Linked DNA regions of Mus musculus: all the other regions are linked to region 6. The links are chromatin contacts, called in public HiCAR-type and promoter capture Hi-C maps. All regions are on one chromosome and are shown on one strand. The core of a region is the stretch at or near the end of the contact, and the rest is flanking DNA. Distances in the headings are between cores, read along the strand shown. Region 1 overlaps Zbtb20 (zinc finger and BTB domain containing 20). Region 2 overlaps Zbtb20 (zinc finger and BTB domain containing 20). Region 3 overlaps Zbtb20 (zinc finger and BTB domain containing 20). Region 4 has its middle 28 kb from the start of Gap43. Region 5 overlaps Zbtb20 (zinc finger and BTB domain containing 20). Region 6 holds the start of 4932412D23Rik (RIKEN cDNA 4932412D23 gene). Region 7 overlaps Zbtb20 (zinc finger and BTB domain containing 20).

Region 1 (3,075 bases), core at 376-2,875, 360 kb after region 6:
GAACGATACAAATTCTTTAACTGGCAATGTATGACCAGTTTGTAAGTTTGGTATTCTAGGTGCTTCTTTACATTCTGAAAATGATATAAAACAATGTTCAATAGAATTGAGAATGTCATCCAGTTTCCAAGAGGATTTACAAGCTCTAGATGCCACGTTAGGATAGACCGTTCCCCACCCCACCCCCTTATCATTTGCAATCATTTGTAATACATAGCATGTGATCTCTGACTAGAATGTATCTGTGACCACTAAGTAAATACATAGTTTCCCTTCTTATAATAGCCATGCAAATATGATTTATCTTCTGACACAATACAAACAGAGTATGCATGTATGCATTTGGTGAACAAAAGACAAATGAGTAGGAAAACAGGATGTGTGCCTACATCCTCTACTTGCCTGAGATAACAGGAATGCATTGATAGAGAGAAGGACAGTGCACACTCTTATTTGTGCCTGTGTTGGGGATATACCAATATTGTTGCAATATACCATCCTGATGATGGCAGTCATCATGGTTTGAGAAGGACTTTGTTCCTTAATAGATTTGTTTTTAAATCCTGAGCTGTTTACTATCTAAAGCATTTATCTGAAATTACTATTCACTAAATCCCTCAGTTCCTAGAACTGTTAATCTGATTCTAGTAATAGTTTTTTTTAAAAAAGTTCAAAGGTTTGCCTGCCTGTAGAATGTTCTTCCCTACCACTGACACTGCAATTCTACCTTTAGATGCAGTTAATGTGTCATGTCTAAGAGCTCTGTTTCATGCTTTCTTGTATGTTTGTGCTACATTGACAGTTTTCTGTTTAGAGGTGCATGTTTTCTTTTAAGCTGTAGTGATTAAATTATAAGCTTCTTGAAGGCAAAGCCTGTCCCTTATTCTCTCAGTACTGGTATTATCCAGTTTCTGATACAGAAGAGATTGTCAATAAATATGTATCTAACAAATTAATGAGTTTGCCTTCACACACATCAGATAAGGGGCATGACTATAATCTCCTCTGTGTTTTTGTTTTTCTCCAGGATTTGTGAGCCTTTTGAAATTAACTATGGACATAGTGCTATGCTTCTGACTTGTCTAGTTGCTTTGAGGGATATTTCTTATTGTTGAAATGGTTTTTTTTTTTTTTGTTAGCAATTGGCTGTTTTAGTGTTTTGTTTTGTGTTGTCCGACCTTGTTTACACTGTGTGTATGTTTTAGAGCAGGGCTACCCGTGTGCTGTTCATGAGTGACGCCGTGATGGAGCCACATGGAACAGTGTTCCTAATTCTCACTTCTCTTTACATGCTACCTGCTTTGGTGCCTTGTTCAAGCACTGTTATTGATGTGCTTTGAAAAGATGTGTGGATTGTGTCAGCAAGCTGGGAAAGTCAGAGTTTTGTTTTGTTTTGTTTTTCAGCCAAAATTCTTAGGCCTTAATAAAATATGCGATGCATAGCTTAGAAGTCAATAACTGTGCCCTACCTGAACAAACGCTCCATTGTTACTTGACTGTTTTGAGGTCGGTCCAGGCCTGAGGATTTTGTTAAAGGCTAACAGAAATGTCCAGTATCACCCAGCCTAGCAAGAGAAAATCTGACACTCGCGACTTGTACTTCTGTGTTCCAGGCTGTTACACAAACTCACTGAGTACTGTATATGTCTGATTTCTCAACTTCACCTGCAGTAAACTTGTGCAATCCCGGGGCTAGAGACCTCCTTTGTAAATGTTGTCTGTCCAGTAATGGTGTTGGCACTGGGAGGCCCTAGCAGATAAAAGTGGAAGAACATATGGCTTCCATCTGAATACAAATTGGTGGACATAGTGTGGTAATTCAGCTGCGATGGCCTCTATACTGTAATCTGAAAGAGTCTGAGTAGATGTGAATTTCTCCCACTCCTCTACACCCCCATTCCACTGTGTTTTGATCGCCCTGAAGTACAGCCATCCTGCGTCGCCTTCTGACTGTGTTATTTGTGAAATGGCCAGCATGAGGAATTATTAATTAAAGCTAACAAATCACCCTGACGAGCTGTGCCCTGGCATGGCTGAAGGTTGATTGGCGAAAGTGTTCTCCTTTAGAGAAAAGACTTTTTGTGCTCGTGACGCAGTCAGGGACGGATTATTGAATATGCAAGTTAGAAGAAAAATCACAGGACAAGCAAATTGAGTATTTACTGGCAAATAATTGCGCTCTTAAACTGTGGCTCTCTTCCTAAATTCTTAACATTCCCGAGGGTTAGAAAGAAACACAGAAAAATGCATCGGTACAGAGTTCATTTCAAAAAACCACCCATAGACTGATGTTTGAGGCTTGTGCAGGTAAGTGTGATTGTGTATGCCTGGGAAGTGAAAGACCAAGCAGAGGATGGGGAGTGTTTCTGTGAGTCTGCTGAGTTGTTTATACAGCTCAGCATAGTTCTAAGTTGAGAATTTAGTTTCCGTGCTGCATTTATTGTGAAAGTGAGAGTCGTGAAAAGGAAAGGGTGTTTTCTCAAGTTATTTGTCTTTATCAGCAAAAGAAAAAGTTAACGTTTTGTCCTAAAAATAGTTTTCATTTTGCTCAGATATTTGTGACTATGTATAAAACGATGACTGGATTTAAAGATCTGTTGTTATTTTCAACACTGTTAATTATGATGCGTCTTAACAGTGTCCCAAACACATGTGGGGAAACTGTTGCATGGATTTTTAAAAGTAAACACTGTTTTACATTAGGACCTAGATAGTTAGTCCGTGTTGAGATTTCTACAGGAACACGAACGTTTGGAAGTTGTTGTTAGGCTTCTAGCTCTTATAGTAACCAAAATGTGTGTGTGTGTGTGTGTGTGTGTGTGTGTGTGTGTGTGTTTCATCTGGAATGTTGCTCAGACTCCTCACTTTTGAGGTCATTGTAAGATATAAGAAACAACTTTAATGTCTTTTTCAAAACTAAATGAAAGGCGTGGAAATATAAAAGGAGTTGAAGGCTCATGTATAAAATGTAGATATTAAACAGATATACTTTTTTATAAGTGCAGTTAGATTATGTGAAAAGCATCCAGAAATAATGTGTATGTACTGGCCATGTATTAAATGTTCTTTGAAAAC
Region 2 (2,826 bases), core at 29-2,528, 400 kb after region 6:
AAGCATGCCTTCATGTATCAAAACTTAAAAAATGGGTATTGGACATCGTGGTACATGCTTGAAATCTCAACCTTATGCTGAGGAAGGAATTAAGGAGATCAAGACCACCTTGGTTGGGCTAAATATAAGACTCTGTCCAGAAAGAGAGGGAGGAGGGAAGATGAGGGGAAGTGAGTCTTAATGATCTCTTATCATATCTGTTGAGTTTAAACAAAATGCACCTCATATTGAAGAATTGTTCAAGATCCATTTCTACCTTTCTCTTGCTTTGTAAATAACAAGTCTCTTCTACAGGACTCACACACATCATTTGCCCTTGTTCTTCTGTACGTTGTTATGATGTTTCCTTGGGATGTACGGGGAAACATCTCTTTACTCTAGATAGAGCCCCAATAGACCAAAGAAAAGCTTCTACCCATGTCCAGCTTATTGAAACAATGACTTCTTAGAACATAGGTCTAAGGCAGCTATATTACTAAAAGGTTCCAGCCCAGCTTGGAGTAGCTCAGGAGAACTACCACTGGAGTCCTGCATACCCATCCTTCTGCTTCTTAAAGCTCCAGCACCCCACAGGACATGTGCATGGGGCAGATTACAGTAGGTGGGTAAGTTAGAATCTCAAGTGACAGTGTGAAGAAGCCCTCCTTCTTTCTAAGAGTACATGGAAAGAGAAAGAATCGACTTTTTGTGAGGGTTCATCACAGTGCTGGTTGAGGAAAGGTAGCAGTGGCTGATGTCATTGCAGAAGAAATAGCTGTCCACCTACTTGTATATGGCAAGTGGAGGCTTTCCTGAAGCTATCCCCTGGAACCATGCATTTAAAGTATGCTTTGTAATTCAGAAAGCAACACTTGTTTTTAACAACTAACAGGAAGCCTCTCAATAGCTCCTACATGACCCCGAAATAGCATGGTAAAGCCATCAGCTGTATCTTACACCTCAGATAGTAAGATAGTGCAGACTTAGACCTAGATTTAAATCTAGTTTTAGACCACCTAGATATTATGTATGGATATTTTTAAGTCAAAAGCCCCAACCGGAACATATTATCATGCTTAAGCTACCGAGTTACAGGAAGACTTTCTAACTTAGTCTAATGCTTGGGTGAACTTCTCCCTGTGCAATACAGTTCCATTAATTGGAGATGAATTGGTGAACAGTTATGGAAGAGCCTCAGACTTAAAATCACATTCCTTAACATTTCAGTACTGTAGGCAGTCGTTTGATGTTTGTTTTACTATTGGTGGAAACAAGCCAGGCAGATCAGCAGCGTTCCTTTCATTGTTTCCAGTGGAGACTGCCTGGGTGGCCACAGGTGAGAGTGAGTAGTAGCCAGTGTGAGCAAGCCATCCAGCATTCATTGGGTATCTTTTCTCTGTTGATGGGCTAGAGCAGGGAGGGAGAGAGGGAAGGACAGGGTGCATGAGAAAAGGAAGGAAGGAGCAAGCAAACAAACAAAAGAAGTTAGGTTTTTTTATGCATATCCTCCCCAAATTTTCCTGAACGTGAGTATATTCATATCCCCATGAGTTTCCTTTCACATGAGGCAAGACTTCATTGTTGTAAGCCTTGCTATCATGGTGATAAGCACCATGTGGCTCATTTGTTGCCTTTGCACTCCTCCCCTCTGCTTCCCACTTATCATCAGGCTACCAACAACTGCTTCTCTTTATACTGGATCCTCTCCTAAGCAAGCCTGATTAGGACAGACAGAAAAGCCTTCCCCCCTTCCCTCTGACCTCTTCACTCCTGCCTGCTGAGAGTTGTGAGTTAAAATTTCCAACGTAATATTTAACCTATGAGAAAACTGTTTACAAACTTGCTAGTTGACAATCAGAGATTCTTCCCAACTCCAGATTAATATGGCTAAAGTTTAACACAGTGAAACAGCTCACACACCAAAATAATAATAATAAATACATCTATAATTAAAAGATTAACTCTGGGAATTGTGCTGGTATTTTCAAGGCCCAAAATGGAATATGTGTTTCAGTCTAGATAAAAGAAAAACCTTTGTTAGGGACTCAAGGGCCTGCAGAGAAGGGAGCTAGGAGTCTCTGAACAGCACGGTCCTGGCCTCCTCCTCCTCTCCCTCCTCTTCCTCCCCCTCCTCCTTCTGTTCTTTCTCTTCCTCCCTGACCCTATTAGCCTCCTCCTGAGCCCATTCTTCTCCTCTTAAAAAGTAACCATTGTGCCAGATCTATGAAGGAAGAGTCGGGCAGATCTCAGAGTGTGAGGCTAGCCTGGGCTACAGAGTGAATTCCAAGATAACAAGAAACAGAAATCCTGTTTAAAAAAAAAAAAGGAAAGCAAAGAATAATAATCTTTACTTCTTTTTGTGGCATAGCTCATCTAAGAGTTTGGGATCCTTTTGATGGCTTATTTGGGCAGTGTTTGGCTTTAGGCAGCCTTGAGCTGTTTTGTGGTACCAGTGACTAGATGTGTTGATAACATTTTTAAGGGGACTATTTCTCTTCCTGAGCCACAAATGAACTTAAGCTATAGTTATAGACAGCAGAAGACAAGATACTACAAGAGAATATTGTGTTCTCTTTGGGAAAAAAAAAGTCTCCATGTTGTTGTGGTTGTTTTCCCCTTGGAGCTGGGATTCCATCTGGCACTGAAAACATATTGAGGCTACTTCCTCTCACTCGGGAATGTCTTCATCCTTACTTCATGCCATAGTGTATATCTCAAGGATCAATTTCTACAAGAACCTGAGTAGAATAATGAATAAGTGAGGTAGACCTATGAAAGACTACGTGAGTGTTTCATGTTCAGTATGGAGGTCCCTGTGAAATCCTGTAATGAAGACACTCTATCCTC
Region 3 (2,794 bases), core at 107-2,606, 420 kb after region 6:
TTCCAGTGGGGTTGCAATAGGAGGTTCAGCTCCTTCAATCCCTCCCCCAGCTCTTCCATTGGGGTCCCCTGGCTCAGTCTAATGGTTGGCTATGAGTGTCTGCATCTGTATTGGTCAGGTGCTAGAAGGACCTCTCAGGGAACAGCTAAACCAGGTTCCTGCCAGCAAGTGCTTCTTGGCATCAGTGATAGTGTCTGTACAGGGGATGGATGTCATCCCGTGCTTAATCAAGAGAATTCCTCTGTCTTTCTTATCCTAGTAGTTGATCTCAGCCTTAGAAGAGCCCACAGGTATTGGAGAGTCCTGTACCTACAGGGAGAGTAAAAGTCATGGACACTTCTGAGTATAAACTTTGGGAGCTCATTTTCTAGCATGGAAAACACTAAGCAATAGTTACTAACAGCAGTGTCCAACTTAGGTATGCCAGAGTTACATGGTCTACAGACACACAGTTTAAGGAGTTATTTCCATTTCTTCTGCAGCTGATGTTTGTGTTCTTCCTCACTTTGGTTATTTCCTTCTAACTTGGGGCTGTTCGGCTAAACCAAATACCTTGCAAAGTAATATGTGGCTAAACAGGAAGTATCTTTGTCCTAACAATACCCCATGCATCTTAGAAAGAATTTTTGCAGCAAGGAAAACTAGTGGGGCCATAGCAGTAGTTATCACAAACAGAGATTCACAAATGGGTCTGCAAGTGACAAATTGCTACAGGCAGAGAAGTTTTGTCAGTTTAGTGGAACTGCTTTCAGTAATTTGAAACATTAGTACTTTGACACATGGACCTGCCAGTGAACTGTGTTAGAAATAAGCTTGGAAAACCATGATTACTGTTTGGGGCACCAGCGCATACACCTTGTCCTATGACCTTAACAATAGCTGAACGTCAGGACCAAAGGAAATTAAAAGCAAAAGACAAAAAAGGACCTTATCCCTGCTTTAGAATTGCCTCTGCAAGTGCTTTCCTGTTCCCTCCTGGCCCTCTCCTCCCTGTCATCCCCTTTCTCTTTTTGTTCCCTCCCCTTCTGTTCTTTTCTATTTAGTGTCCTGAATTCATTAGGTAGCATAGAGTAAATCAATAGTAAACGCTAACCGCCTACTCTGTACTCAGTTACGCAATGTCGCATAACTGGTACACAGACAGAGAGAAAAAGCACACACAGCTTTACATTTGAAAGCTCTCACATAATTTCACTTTTCTACAGCCAAAAAGGAAGTAACAGATGGGAAAACTTACAGCTTTTTCCCCCTTTCCCAGACTGTTCAGAAAGGAGTTAGTTAACATCCCTGGCCATTTCTAGTTACCCTAGCCTGTAGCAACATCCCATAATTGTCAGAACCATAACTGGCTTTAAAACAGGACTTTGTGACTGTCAGTGATGTAATGGATTTTCCAGGTAATATGAAACTAACATATTCTGAGACTAGTTCACTTGTTAATGGAAAATCAAAAATTCTAAGAATAAAATTAATTATAAAGCCAGAGATAAGAAAGATGACTGTGTGCACACGTGTTTCTACTTGCAATATATTCTGGTATAATATTTATGTGAAAACAACCTGGTATAATATTTATGTAAGAACAATTCAGGAAGATGATTCTCTTCCTTTTTACTTCAGTTACTATGAGTTTCTGTCCTTCTTTTTCTCATTACAAGGCACAGTCAAAGGCAGACTCAGTAACAGCAAACATCTCGATGCTACAACAGGACAGAAGGCTTAATTCCAAGGCCTTGTAGAGGTCCTTCTCTGAATGGCAGCTCTGTGTATGAATCTAGAGCTTGTGAATTCTCATCCCCTGCCTCCCTCCCTAGAGCCATGCTGCTCTCTGAAACACCTTTGCATTCGCTGCATCAAGAACTCTTCCCTCCCCACTCCCCTCTCCCTGTCTTCTCTCCTCTCTGCTCTCCAGTCACTCTCTCTCTACTCCCACCTCCTCACCCCTCCTCCTCTGTAATCTCTCCTCTCCTCCTCTCTGGTCTCTCTCCTTTCTCTTTGTAGCGCTGCACCTCTTTCCCATGCCTCTCTCCTTCACATTGAAGGGTGTTAGCCACCCTAGATGGAAACACAGTGTGGTATTTGTATGTGCTCTATCAGTCTTTCTTCCATCTTAAAATATTTTGTTTCACTTACCCCAAGGAGTTCTCTGGGAACTAGGCATTTCTGTCTGATAAGGAGGAGGCTGGAGAGAAGGGTGTTTGTTTTGTTCTTTCATTTTACTGTCTGGCCAACAATGCATTTGAAGTGGATATAAAATGATACAGAGGGCAACACTGGACACTGCAGAGAACTGTTAAACCAACTGGGAAGCAGTGGTAGTTCTGTCGGCTTTAACCAAATGAAGGGATGGTGAAAGGTGCGTGGGGAAGTGAAGAATTGGTCTCTACTGTACAAATACAACCTGTTGAAGAATTGGGCTGCTTATATTTTGAATAAGTATCTTACTTTCAGTTCATGCTTTATTTATGGATGCTAAAACCTTGAGATATCTACCAGTTTAATATACTAAAAGTCTAAGGTATGTTTTTTTTTCTTTAATAGTGTGTGTGTATGTATGTGTGTTTAATTCAAACTATATCATATTTTAAACACTTTCTTACAGGTCAGTTATTACAATTTAAAAATCTTTTGTATGGAAAACTCAAGCACACAAAGATAAAAATCAAAGCAAGTATATGTTCGCCTGGCTTCTCAGGTTTCATTGTTAAAGCACAGATCTCTTTATTGTAACAATGCTGTGATTGCAATTATTGGTATTTTGGATATCTGCATTTTCGATTACATATGTTTTGTT
Region 4 (3,158 bases), core at 407-2,906, 510 kb before region 6:
TTTCCCAACAGTTCTTACCTGTGTGCTACCCCTCTCATCATATTGGGGCTGATATCAAATTCTTTGAAGCAGTTTCTCTTCCTGGAACCTGCTGATACCAGCCAGTCCTCAATGAGATTGATCTAGTTAGGCCTTGAGAACTTGTTCTATCTCATGAAAACTCCGGAAAGGCTTTCATTTGGTCTAATAAACCTGTGTGGTTTCCCAAGTGGCCTGGAACAGTATGACATTTCCGCCTGCACCCAAGAGCTTGGAGATGTACCTCAGTGGTACAGCTCCTACCGAGTGTGCACAAAGCCCTAGATTCCGTTGCCAGCACCACATACACAAAGACTCTTGAGTAGAAAACTATCTATAGACATCTGGTATGTCCTAAGCTAATGGCATGTAGTATAGATTTTTGTTCTAGCAACATTCAGTTTATAGGTACCCATTGCTATGTTAAACACTAGCTTACTGCTAAATGAAATATACACCAAAACATAGTGGATTAAAACATCAACAATTAGTTATTTTGTAGTAGTTGTGTGTTCGTTCTTTTGGAGGGGAATTACTGGCGTTTCTGAGCATACACTTCTGAGGCCACAAACTGGCTGTAGTCTACTAGGAACTCCTCTAGAGTTGGGTATACAAGCTGGGCCCCAGAGGTTATTCTCTACCTGTCCTTCTCATTTTTCCAGCTTCTAATGTGTGGTACTTTATAATATGATCAATGACTTCCAAATCAAAATTTCTAAAAGAGAAGCCCACAGAGCAGATAGCAAGCCTCTGCTACAGTCATGCTTATTAACACTTCATTAGTTCATTCATACGTGTATGGCAAGGAACTGCTCAAGGACTGAATTTATAAAAGTGGACCCTACATTCTGTTCCTAGTACCACATACACACCAATCTTGAACAGTCATCACACACACAAATTATTTTAAGTTTTTTTTTTTCACTTTGAGTGCTAGCCTGTGAAATATGGCAAAAAGGTATACATGTAATGTAGAATAGAGAAAAATAAAAGATCTAAAGAGTTATATAAGCAGAAAAAGCATGCTTTGCTTAATGTTTTTCCTTTTCAAATGGTCATTTGACAACATGGCTACACACCCATCTGCAGAAACATATCTGGGTTCAGGATTACATGGCAGTGTGCTGCCCGTGAGCTTCTGTCTGTGTGATATGCCAATCAGTGTTACACAGGCCTTCCATAGCTAACTCGTGGGGTCTACGAGATTTCCTCTCTGTTTTTTCCTTGTTCATCATCCTTATTGTTCCTGTTCCTTTTTCCTAGTGAGAATCTTCAGATGCCATTGACAGTCTGAGAAGAGGAAGTCCTCAGTTCTTATCCACATGGAACACGGGCTGCTGATGAGAGCTGCTTTCCCTGTTCTGATAATTTAGTGAAATTGGTTATTTGTGAATAGTTCCTTGATTACAAGAACAGGTGGCATAAGCCTCGCACAGTGGCAAAGACTTCAGCAGTAAGGTCATTTGTATGAATGAGAAACACTGGCATGAGGAGGAGGAACACGTGGACTTCCACCGGCCCACTCGACATTTAGATATTTCAGGATACCTAAGAGCATTTTCTACCCTTGCTGAGAGAATCTGGGTTCAGTTCCCAACACCTGTGTTAGGCGGCTCACAGCCAGCTGTAACTCCTCCTCCAGGGGATCCAAAGACCTATTCTGGCTTCCGTAGGCTTTGTGCTTTATATGTATAAGGTCATACTCAGACATACATAGACACATAATTTAAAACAAAATAGCAACATCTTTAAGAAAAAAAATTAAAAACGAACAGATGAGACGAGAATGGCTTGTGAGATCCAGGTAACATTAAGTACAATTGCTAAATGCAGCATCAGTAGCAGCAACCAGAGGGCGTGAACACAGAGCTACAAAGGCAGAGGCAGGGGGAGCTCTTCGAGTTCAAGGTCAGCCTGTTTTACATCATGAGTTCTAGGGCAGTCAGAGCTACACACTGAGGCCTTGTTTCGAAAACAAAACAAAACAAAACAAAAGATGGGCAGGCAAGATCAGTCTGTTACAGCCCACCCCCACCTAACCCTACCCACCCCCAGTCACCTCCACCCTGGCCTTCTTTCTATTTGTCACCATAAGAAGGTGCTGCCCAATCTGGGGGCTAGGGTGTCAGATTTCATGGAACTGGAGTTGCAGACGGTATGAGCTGCTTTGTGGGTGCTGGGAATCGAAACCTGGGTTCTCTGGGAGAGCAACAGTGTTTTTAGTCACTGAGCTATCTCTCCGGCTGCAGTTAGAGTCCAGTGTATAGTCAAGGGGTGGGGATTCAGTTGCTCTCTTTTAACATCTGGCCACATGATCATGAGTATCTATACATAATACTAAAACTGCCAGCTTTCACGCAAACCTATGTATTCATTCCTTATTTTTCAAATTAGACTTTTCCATTTACTAAGTGCCCACTGTGTATGTACTAGGCATGAGTAGACCCTGAAAATATAGGAAGAGAAAAGCATGATTAAAAGATGAAGCCCTAAAGCTTGCTATATTCTGTTTAGGGACTTAAAGCATGGCATCTGATTAGTGTAAAGGAACTCAAAAACCTTCTGCCTAACAGAATAGTAAATAAACACTCAGACTCACAGCAGAGGCTTGTGAATTGGAGGAGGGCAGAGAGATCACTTGAGTGTGACACACGAGGGAGTTGCAAATGCATGGCCCTTTCTTCACAGGGCTATAGCTCCAGAAAGGATTGCTTTAGAGATGGGCTTGGTCCGGAGGAAAAAAATGATGCTGGGAAGAGATGTTACCATGGTGACGTTCTCTAGTTCACCTCCTCCTCTCTGCAGATCTTCTGTTGCAGTCTGCATTTCTATACTCGAAATGGGAGGTCAGAAAGGATGATTCCTCATCGCTGAGAGGCTCAGAGAGCAGGTTCTGCTTATTTGAGCGCAACAGAAATCCTAGGCTTGTGAATCTTTGAGAGCCACCATAGACTGGCTGATATGTGCCAGACAAAGGTTGTACCTGAGCAGGACATGAAGTTGCCAAGAAGATCATGTGCTCTGATTGGTTGCCTTTCCTGAGACAAAGCAGACCTGACCTGGGCCTAGAGATGCAGGAAGTTCCTTATTTCTCAGGACTTAGGAGGATTCATCCCTGTGAGACAAGTAGGGCTATTTGA
Region 5 (3,102 bases), core at 400-2,899, 380 kb after region 6:
AAGGATCCCTGCAAATATTTCTTCCTGTGTCTTCCTCCAAGAGGCCCTGTGATATGTGAACGTGTGAACGGGGATGTGTGATTGCATGTACATATGAAAGCCAGTGCATATCTAAGAAAACTAGCCTTTGTGTTTTAGCACTTTAAATGTTTGTTTTGAATAAATTTTTTCCACAAACTACTTAAAATTACATTTGAAAACTGAAAGGAACTACCAAATAATTGCCTACATTTACCACATTCAGAAAAATTTCACAAAAATGAATGTAGAAGACTACTTTGTTGTTCCCTTGAATAAGAGTCTTGCTCATGTTTAGTAGTAGTTTTAATACTGCAGAAACCTCCATGACTCGTGATAAGTTTGCTTGTTCCACTTCAGTTGCTTTTGTTCTTTTGATAGTTTATTCTTTCAAGCATGATGTTACATTACCATCTCAATGTCCTTGCCAATCTTTGGTTTAAAATTTAAGTGAATTTAGTACTCTTTGAAGAGTCGGATCCATATCCAAGCAAAGGACAAAAAAAATCTTTTTAAAAAATTTTTAAACCATAAACTAACAATCTTGCTTTTGTTACCTTTATGACATGTGTTTAAGAAGCTAAATTCTTAGTATCCTATCTAAGAAAAACTTTTGTGTCTATAATCCATTGGCACTATCTGCCATCATGGGTACTCATTTTAATTTACATTCTTTGTGAGTTTCTAGCACTGACTCTTTGAAAGCTTTATCCTTGACTAAGGAAAGGTGGCTCAGTGATTAGGGGAACTTTTTGCTCTGGCAGAGGAGGACCCCAGGGTTTGATTCCCAGCATTCACAGTGTGATCCACAGCCATCTGTAACACCCGTTCTGACCCTCTTCTGATCTCCTCAAGGAACTAAGTGGGCATGTGCTATACATACAAATGTGTACCAAAACACTCATATTCCTAAAATAATAAAATATAGACATGTAAAAGGAAGAACAAAGAGAGTATCCCCCACACTGTTGTGGCCATGGAACCTCGGGATTTGTGTGGCACTTCATCCACAGTGGTATATTCACAGATATTGTCCCCACAGTGTAACTTATGCACTAAAGAAGCTTTATACGGGAAAACTTCTTGTTGTTCTCTCAGCTCTACTTTCTCTATGATCAGACGCCCTCAGACCTTTCAGTCCAGACTTTTACCCAGAACTGACTTTCCTGGCTCTCACAGTCTTCAGTGCTTCGGAGTGTTTATTAAGCTTGGTCTTCTCTTGTAAATCATGTAAGTTTCATGGCCTTCCAGTTTTCTTAGTATATTCCTCTGGGGTTCACTGATTTCCACTGTGTGTAGCATTTCACAGCTGCTGTCATCAGCTGCTCTCCTCTGCTGAGATTGGTTTTTTCCTTTTTTAGACAGTCTCCCATTGCCAAGGCTGACCTCCAATTGTTATGTAGCTGAGGGTAACCTTATATTCCTGATAGTCCAGTTTCTTCTTCTCCACCACTGGGATTAGCCATGCGCCACTGCACCTGGAGCTGGTGGGCTTACTTTTTAATAATTCTTTGTTTGCTCAGTTTGGGTAAGTGTTAGTCCCAATAAATTTGCATAGTGGTTCATCTTTGAGTTTTAGTTCTTAAACTGCTGAGTAAAATGAGAAAGCAGCATCAACAGTGCCAGAAAGCTGAGTTCAGGACAAACTGAATGACCCCTTGCATCTCTGATGAATGAGTCAGAGATGAAGACATAGTAGTCAAAGAACATTTTAGCATCAAAGAAAAAGTAACCTTAACAAGCATCATAACCAAATAAAAGATAAATGATTATTAAAAATCTGATCCTAAAAGGTAACCACAAGAAAGAAACCACGGTTTAGATGTATAAATTTGTTAATCATTACATTTGATAGTCTTTCCAAGTTTTTCATATGTAAGGCAATACATTGAGCAATATGCATTCCTTGCCTAATTTTTCTTTACTACAAATTCCTCAGAGTACGTTTTCTGTTATTTCCACTATGCTGAACCAATGAAAACCAGGGCTTAGCAAGTTTAAGAGTATTGCCCAAGGCCATGAAAGAATTCAGCAAGAGGAATGCAGAGCCAGGATGGAAACCTAAGGTATGTTCTTAACTTTTGCAGCATGGTTCCTTCCAGTGTATGTAGTATCTTTTCTGGTTTATCTTACTTTAGAGAAAGCTCATGAAAGAGCTCAAAGTAATATGCTTCACCCTTCACTGCTATAAACACTTGAAAGTATACTGTTATAGAGACTAGTAAACATTTTGAGAAATGATTCTTTCCTCAAATTAGGAAGGTTTCATCTTCAAAGGCAGATAGTCATTTTTGGTTTATTGACATTGCAGAAGGGGGGATTATCTGAGGTTCTTCATGTAACATATTTTTAGAGAATAAGCAGCACTTTTGTATCTATAAATTACATGTTCATTTAACCAATATGACTCTAGGTGACTAAAGATGTTTCCATTGACATATTTCTTAATTACCAAAGGTTAAATCATAAACTAATATATTAAAATAAGAAACTCTGATACTTTTAGATAAATTTCATCTACTGAATGAATTTAAGACAAAGTGGCCACCTTTTGATATTTAATGTTCCTCAACGAAAAAGTATCACTTTATTTAAACCTGAAAGATTTAGCAGCCAATACATTAAATCTGATTTGGTCTCATACATCTGCAGTATACAGTGCTCTAAACTGTCAACTCAATGAATAGGAAGTACAGAGCCTGGAGCCAGCAGTGTGAGATAGAGGGAACACATAGAACATCTGCAGAAAATGTTTATTCACTTATTTAGTACAAGCAGATTTGCCATTTGTAACTAAGCCTTACTGTATCTTTACATTTGAAATAATAATCTCTTATGATATGTTCATTTTATAAATTCAAATTATTTGCTATATTGAGCATTAGAAAGCAAAGTAGTAATATTATCAAAGTGAATAAATAAAGAAATGGAAACTTAGGTTTGAATTATTATGTAAGCTTCAGCCTTTTTATTTTTATGGACAGTAAAATACCCCATGGTGTCAAAAGTCTTGAAACATACAATAAGTACGAATAGTCCATTTTTCTCCTAATATCTTTTCTTCCAAATGCCAGAGTTTTAATT
Region 6 (3,020 bases), core at 449-2,948:
AGAAATGATAAGAATTTGAAGTAGTCATTTCTTCTTAAAGTTATGGGGTTAAGTAGTTGCCCACTTTTGTTAAATTTTACTTAATTTTCTCACGTGAAGCTGATTGTTCTGCACAGACTATTTCCTGTAAAACTTTTACTTAGAGTTTATACACAAATTTAAATCCACACTCGGTAGCACTTTTTACTTTGAACATCCTTCAGTTCTCTTATATTTTAAGCAATTTCTAGATTCTGATAGCCACACCCATAATCTTCAGAAAGGCCCTAATGTACTAATGAAGTCAAGGCCTTGTGCTATTTTTTTTTTTTAAGTCAGGGCTAATTTTGTTTTGCTTATGGTCTGCCAGACTTCTACTTAGTCAAAGCAAACATTTGGTGTTCAAAGTATTTAGTGTGTGTCAAGGAAACCTACGTGAAATCCAGGCTTAAACTTACTTCAAGTCTACCAGAATCTATTTTTCAAGTCTATAATCTATAAGATTATTTTCTGTATTAATAACCAATACTACAAATACAGTTTCTTTGTATGGTTGGTGTTTCTGACAAATCCCTTTCGTGACAAATTAAGCTCCTTAAAAAGTATTAGTTCTTATTTTGGCAGGAATTCTTTTTCTTTGTAGAGTGAAAAGCCATTCTTTTTTCCATCTTAGTCCTTTTAAGGAATTCTTTTCAGGAATCTATCCTTGGCTTCCTGCTGGCCTCAGGCCTCACCCCCTTCCTCCTCCACCCCGCCCTTGCCTGACCAGTATTTGTTAGAATTTGGCTCTGGGGAGTACTATGCTGAGTGACAAATGGATGAAGATGAAGGTTTTATTGAAGCATCTGAACTGCATTTAATTTTCCGTGTTGCTTTATTCCTTCTAGCTCCCAGGATATTGAATTTTGTGGGCTTCAGTTGGGTCGTCAGTACTTCAGGCGTTTAGTAATAAGAAACATAATCTGCTTTTTCCGGTAGGATAATAAATCCTCATTGATATTAAGGGCGGCTCTCTGCAGACGGTTTTACACGGTATTTTTCTGTAGAAACACATTCCCTGGGAGTCCTAAAACTGCTCCCGCCTCTCTGTCTCCCTGGGCCTCAGGTCGCCTCCCGCCCAGCGGTCCCTCCCACCGCCAGGATCCTGCTCGCTAGGACATCCACTGCCCGTGACCACGACACCCCTCCTCCCTGCACTGAACCCCTTCCCTCCCCTCCCCCTCTGGGCGAGCCAGACAGCGGGTAACCGCCGCCTCCGCTGGGGCATCCCGGCTCCATAGGCGGCGCGCGGCAGACACCTGCTTCTCACTGGCCGCCGCCGCTGCCCCTCACCCCGCAGTCCCCGCGACAATTGGCCCCGGGCCGCCGCCCGTCATCCTCTAGCCCCTCTTGGAGTCCCGCCTCTATCCTCGGGTCATTTAAGTTTATCACAAATAAATAAATAAAGGAGGAAATAGAAATGCGTAGAAAGTAAAAGCAGTCAGGAGGGGGCGGGGACGTGGATGAAAAGGAGGGTGGGGAAGTGGAGGAGTAAACAACCAAACTTGATCGTGCCTATACTGACCAATCACCGATCACTACAGTCCGGTCTGACGGCCTCTGTCGACCAATAGTTTCCCAGCTCTTGGATCACTGAATAACCAGAGACAGCTGGCCTCTCTACACAGGGCGCTGGTGGGCGGGAAGAGTTGAGAACATTGACCAATAGACTGTTAAAACTGCTCTGAGTGAAGTTTCCGCTCACCAGTTGATGCTTGAGATAGCGGATTGGGTGTCTCCTAGGCCAATCAAAGATGACAGAGATGAGAGAAGGGGCAGTTAGGGGAGGAGCCGCGGAGGGGAGGAGGAAGAGTGCATTTTGTTTATGGGCGGCAACCTCACGAGGGCTGTCCAAACGCTATTGGTCAGCTGAAGCAGCGAGTGGCATGCGAGCCGCCCAATAGTAGGACAAGGTAGAGGTTCGCGGCTTCGGGCGCCCAATGTGGGCCTTCTGCCGAAGAAGTAGGGGCGGGGGGAAGTTTAGGAGTTGAGGAAAGAAGATTAAAGAGCGCGAGGAGGTAACGCCAAAAACTCTAATTTGTTGTGGGGCGGGCGGGAGGGAGGGGTGTGTGCGTGCGGAGCGCGGCCGGGCGTCTACGAGTCGCGGGGAGTCGGGGGTGACGGGCCGCCGAGGAGGGGGCGGGGTGGGGCCGTGGCGCGAGTTCCGAGCCGCAGCCCGGGGCTTCTGCCCCGCCCCGCCCCGCGCGCCCTCCCGCCGCCCCTCCTCGCGCCCGCCCGGCGGCCTCGCGCGACCCTGCGGGGAGGGTCCGCCGCTGGCCCGGGCGGGGCGTCCGGTCGTTGCCACTGCGTCTAGTCTCTCCTCCCCGCTTCTGGAGTCGCGGCTTCCCAGAAGAGGAGCTGAGGGGCACCGGCCGGGGCTCCGGAGCTGTTGGCGGCGCCGGCTCCCGCCCCTCTCCTCTCCCTCCCTCCGCCCTCCCAGTCGCTTTCCTCCCGCGCAGAGAACTGGCTTCGGAGAACCCGGGCTTGGGCGCGTAGCCCAGCCTGCCTTGCTCTCACCCGTAGACAGGGGGGCTTGGCAAGGATTGAACCCTGTCCTCCTCTCTTTAGCCTTTGGGCCCCTTCCGAAACATTAAAAAAAAAAAAAAAAGTTAACGCTCTCTCATACCTTGAGACATAAAACAAAACAAAACAAAATAACAAAACCTACCCCATCCCCAAATACAGGAGTATGGTTTTGAAGTTCATTCAAATGTGGTCCTCTAATTGTTTTAATGCTTTTCCCTGTGTGGGGGGCTCTCAGTGTCCCCCTTCAGCCCCTCCCCTTCCTAAGGATGCAGAAGAGGCAGGAGGCAGGGATTTCGTAAAAGTTGTATTGATAAACACACTTGCACAAGCATATGCTAGGCACACACACAGACTATAAACATTAGCGAAAAACACAATATGGCGTACAGCTACGCTACCTAGCTCGGTAATCTGATGATCTCTTACTCCGAACCGGGTCAAATCAGGTCTGAAGAAGCAAGACAGTTCTCCAGCAG
Region 7 (2,817 bases), core at 225-2,724, 460 kb after region 6:
CTCCCTCATTACTAGTCCTTCCTTTCCGCCTTCTTTTCTTTCCTTCCTTCCTTGTTTTCTCCCTCCACCCTCCCCCACCTCCCCCCTACACACACACACACACACACACACACACACACACACACTGATCTAGGAATCCTTTTCTAGGCAAGGACATTTCCATGAACTTTCCTACTGCTGAGACATAGATTGCTAAAGTGCGTTGGAGACAGAGTAGCAGAGGTATTGGCTCTTTGCTAGCACATTTCCTACAATGTGATCATTCTACTTAGCTTTAGGCCACAAACCAAGCATGTCACACAAACCTAGTCTGGGTTTCTTGGGAAGTTCTCCCTGTTGCTTTTCATAGTTTAGATAATCCACATGAACAGTACTGAGTAAATCAGTTGCCCTTAGACAATGGCAGAAGCATAAATGGCTTTCAGGAAAGAGAGGCCCAAATCAATCAATCTCAATCTCTCCCTCTCCCTCCCCCTCTCTCCCCCTCCCCCTCTCTTCCCCCTCTCCCCCTCTCTCCCTCTCTCCCTCTCTCCCCCTCTCTCCCTATCTCCCCTTCCCCCTCTCTCCCCCTCCCCCTCTCTTCCCCCTCTCTCCCTCTCTCCCTCTCTCCCTCTCTCCCCCTCTCTCCCTCTCTCCCCTTCCCCCTCTCTCCCCCTCTCCCCCTCTCTCCCCCTCTTCCCCTTGCCTCCTCGCCCCCTCTCCTCTCTCCCCCTCTCCCTCTCGTTTTCCCACCTCTCTCCTCCTATTATTTTATGTATTCCCATGTTTTTCCTCCAAAATTCTCTTGCAGTTAAGTAGAAAGACCCCCTTCCCTCCATCGTCTCTCATCCTATATATTATATATGTCCTTGTTTTCTCTAAAATTGTCTCTATCCTATGCAGTTAGATAGAGGAAACCACTGAAGTCACTCTTCTCCCTGTTCTCTTCAGGATGCAAGGTTTGATTTTAAGTTGTATAGCTGTGTTGTTGTGCTGATTCGAACCTATTTTTTTTTTGAAAGGGCTATTATCCAAAGGGTGGTTGTAAAGCAATATTATGGAAGGTCACTTGGCATTTTTTTTTCTTGAGTCTGTTTTTCTAAAACCAGGCAATTACTCTATCATTTAATAAACCTTGCCTCAGAGTTCACTTGAAAGAAAGCTCATAAGATTTAAAGGGGAAAAAAAATCCCTAAAAATAAAAGTTAGGCTAGGCTAGGCCAGGGTGGGAAATTCCATTGTGGCTAGAAGCCCATGGCAGGTAGAGTGGAATTTAATGAAGGAAACTGCTGTGTTTTTGTGTCTTTCTGTATGTTTTTCCTTTAAAACCAAGAGCTGGGCAGGCATCCCATTCGACCTGACGTGACCCAAGCAAATTGCTTCTTATATAAAAACAACTGCAGACTTTGAGAATGTGAAAATGCACTGTATCCTTCTCCAACTGAGAGAAACGAAAGCCTGAGAAACAGGACGGCCCTGTCAATACTCATGGAGCAGAGCTATCACTCAAGCCTGATAAAGGAGATTAGAACAGGCTCCGGTGCCAGAGGGATACACACAAGTCGGGTTCTTTCGTTCTTTCTTTCTTTTCTGTTTTTTATTTTCTTAAATAAGAAAGGGCAGTGGATGGAAAACATTTTTTAGAGACAAGTTTTCTGTATAAGAAGGTAGTAATGTGCACAGTATCTTAAAGCTTTTGTGTGGAACTGGGTTTTAAATTTTGTTTTAAACTAGTATTTTACAAGAAGACAAAGAGAAGTGTTTCCCTTTTCCACCAGTCTTAGGCAAGCACCGAAGAGGAGTTCCGGGTGTGCCCACTGATACTGCATTCAGACGTGTTGCCTTGGCTTGTGTACTGACAGATTTATTTAAAAACCAAAGTTTAAAAAATGCATTGTGTGCTCGTGAAGTCTCTTCATAAATCTTTTCCTTTATGAATTATTTTGATCACAAAGCTGCTTGTTTAAATCGCTGAAGGACTATTCTCCATAAAAGAGAATGCCTTCATTTTCAAACCTTCAGTTCAGAAGCCAGCAACTTCCCCTGAACAGCATGCAGGGATCCAGAGGCTAGAGGAGAGGGGGCCGCAGATGTCCAGACTCTGACATAAGTCATAATTCAATTCAGAGTTGCTGCGGCTCACATGTTTTTAAAATTTGGACCTAGAGTCCATCCTTTAGTAATGGATGATTCAGTTTGAAATGGTGATTCTGTTTCTGGAAAAAAACAAACAAACAGGGAACACAGCCTTTGATGCAGCTGGGCTGTCAGAGGGCGGAAGGTTGGAATTAAAGTACTCTTCAAGCTGTTGCTGAATAATGAAGGGTAGGGCTTCCTCGTTGGGCAGTTACCACATTTCCCTTGGGAGTTCAGAGAACAAATATTACCTAATGTGTACAAAGACTTTAAAAATTAAGTTGATTACAAGCTGGCTTAAGATTGGATAAAGCAGTAAGAACTAAGGTCCACCAGAAGGATCAGAGAGTAAAGATCACTACCAGTAGTCACAGGCTGCAACGGACTCTCGGGACTTCTCACGGCTAAAGGGTTAAGGATCAACAGGAAGTAGTCAGTTTCTTAAAATGGCTAGCCTTTGTAAAACCATAACAAAGGAAGAACCTTCTACATAGAACATGTACGTACACCGATGAGCTGGACAGTAGTTAGCTATGAGTTTGGGGAAATTCTTGCCTAACTAAAACATAGAGTGCATGAAAGACCTCATCTCATAGTGCATTTGGTCACCATCCATCACCTGCAATATTGTTGAGAAATAAAGGCAAATAATTAACAATCCGTCTGTTACAGTGATTTGCTGGCGTGATAGGCCTGGTATAA

What was found. Promoter capture Hi-C pulls out the DNA fragments that hold promoters and counts their contacts. HiCAR-type assays count read pairs that join an accessible place to other places.
Region 1: a promoter capture Hi-C map of liver shows a contact between it and region 6, with 2.9 times the contacts expected there. The contact joins the enhancer-like site here to the promoter of 4932412D23Rik in region 6. A contact is called at or near these places in 6 of 39 promoter capture datasets (the 3T3-L1 cell line, hippocampal neurons, liver and 1 more) and 1 of 9 other capture datasets (pancreatic islet).
Region 2: a contact with region 6 is called in a HiCAR-type map of kidney, with 2.4 times the contacts expected there. The contact joins the enhancer-like site here to the promoter of 4932412D23Rik in region 6. A contact is called at or near these places in 5 of 39 promoter capture datasets (the 3T3-L1 cell line, 3T3-L1-derived adipocytes, hippocampal neurons and 1 more) and 1 of 115 datasets of contacts at active chromatin or transcription factors (kidney).
Region 3: a contact with region 6 is called in a promoter capture Hi-C map of liver, with 4 times the contacts expected there. The contact joins the enhancer-like site here to the promoter of 4932412D23Rik in region 6. A contact is called at or near these places in 5 of 39 promoter capture datasets (the 3T3-L1 cell line, 3T3-L1-derived adipocytes, hippocampal neurons and 1 more), 2 of 115 datasets of contacts at active chromatin or transcription factors (astrocytes and stem cell-derived neural progenitor cells) and 1 of 9 other capture datasets (pancreatic islet).
Region 4: a HiCAR-type map of embryonic stem cells shows a contact between it and region 6, with 4 times the contacts expected there. The contact joins the enhancer-like site here to the promoter of 4932412D23Rik in region 6. A contact is called at or near these places in 6 of 39 promoter capture datasets (cranial neural crest, embryonic stem cells, frontonasal cranial neural crest and 2 more) and 4 of 115 datasets of contacts at active chromatin or transcription factors (embryonic stem cells and epiblast stem cells).
Region 5: a contact with region 6 is called in a promoter capture Hi-C map of liver, with 3 times the contacts expected there. The contact joins the enhancer-like site here to the promoter of 4932412D23Rik in region 6. A contact is called at or near these places in 6 of 39 promoter capture datasets (the 3T3-L1 cell line, 3T3-L1-derived adipocytes, hippocampal neurons and 1 more).
Region 7: a promoter capture Hi-C map of liver shows a contact between it and region 6, with 4 times the contacts expected there. The contact joins the enhancer-like site here to the promoter of 4932412D23Rik in region 6. A contact is called at or near these places in 8 of 39 promoter capture datasets (the 3T3-L1 cell line, 3T3-L1-derived adipocytes, frontonasal cranial neural crest and 3 more), 4 of 115 datasets of contacts at active chromatin or transcription factors (bone marrow-derived macrophages, heart atrium, neural progenitor cells and 1 more) and 1 of 9 other capture datasets (adipose tissue).

What each region holds. Positions count from the first base shown.
Region 1 is chr16:43,233,771-43,236,845 of GRCm38.p6, forward strand. The region is part of intron 3 of Zbtb20 (zinc finger and BTB domain containing 20); the gene reads left to right. Among named protein-coding and RNA genes, the nearest start is that of Gm25873, 110 kb to the left of the region's middle. Within about 2 kb of position 1,626, at least 65 of the 459 cell types and tissues checked have an H3K27ac peak or open chromatin away from gene starts, as enhancers often do. A contact at or near this core is called in liver, pancreatic islet and second pharyngeal arch cranial neural crest, where this site is marked.
Region 2 is chr16:43,272,618-43,275,443 of GRCm38.p6, forward strand. All of the region lies in intron 3 of Zbtb20 (zinc finger and BTB domain containing 20), which reads left to right. Among named protein-coding and RNA genes, the nearest start is that of Gm9968, 90 kb to the right of the region's middle. Within about 2 kb of position 1,279, at least 2 of the 459 cell types and tissues checked have an H3K27ac peak or open chromatin away from gene starts, as enhancers often do. A contact at or near this core is called in kidney, where this site is marked.
Region 3 is chr16:43,297,040-43,299,833 of GRCm38.p6, forward strand. All of the region lies in intron 3 of Zbtb20 (zinc finger and BTB domain containing 20), which reads left to right. Among named protein-coding and RNA genes, the nearest start is that of Gm9968, 65 kb to the right of the region's middle. Within about 2 kb of position 1,357, at least 13 of the 459 cell types and tissues checked have an H3K27ac peak or open chromatin away from gene starts, as enhancers often do. A contact at or near this core is called in liver and stem cell-derived neural progenitor cells, where this site is marked.
Region 4 is chr16:42,367,570-42,370,727 of GRCm38.p6, forward strand. No RefSeq gene overlaps it. Among named protein-coding and RNA genes, the nearest start is that of Gap43, 28 kb to the left of the region's middle. Within about 2 kb of position 1,657, at least 21 of the 459 cell types and tissues checked have an H3K27ac peak or open chromatin away from gene starts, as enhancers often do. A contact at or near this core is called in embryonic stem cells and hippocampal neurons, where this site is marked.
Region 5 is chr16:43,255,067-43,258,168 of GRCm38.p6, forward strand. All of the region lies in intron 3 of Zbtb20 (zinc finger and BTB domain containing 20), which reads left to right. Among named protein-coding and RNA genes, the nearest start is that of Gm9968, 110 kb to the right of the region's middle. Within about 2 kb of position 1,650, at least 23 of the 459 cell types and tissues checked have an H3K27ac peak or open chromatin away from gene starts, as enhancers often do.
Region 6 is chr16:42,873,889-42,876,908 of GRCm38.p6, forward strand. It overlaps 4932412D23Rik (RIKEN cDNA 4932412D23 gene), which reads right to left and starts at 1,699. Exons shown (of 4, transcript NR_040521.1): 1 at 1,544-1,699. It also overlaps a transcript of Zbtb20 not described here.
Region 7 is chr16:43,333,222-43,336,038 of GRCm38.p6, forward strand. The region is part of intron 4 of Zbtb20 (zinc finger and BTB domain containing 20); the gene reads left to right. Among named protein-coding and RNA genes, the nearest start is that of Gm9968, 29 kb to the right of the region's middle. Within about 2 kb of position 1,475, at least 108 of the 459 cell types and tissues checked have an H3K27ac peak or open chromatin away from gene starts, as enhancers often do. A contact at or near this core is called in 3T3-L1-derived adipocytes, adipose tissue, heart atrium and 2 more, where this site is marked.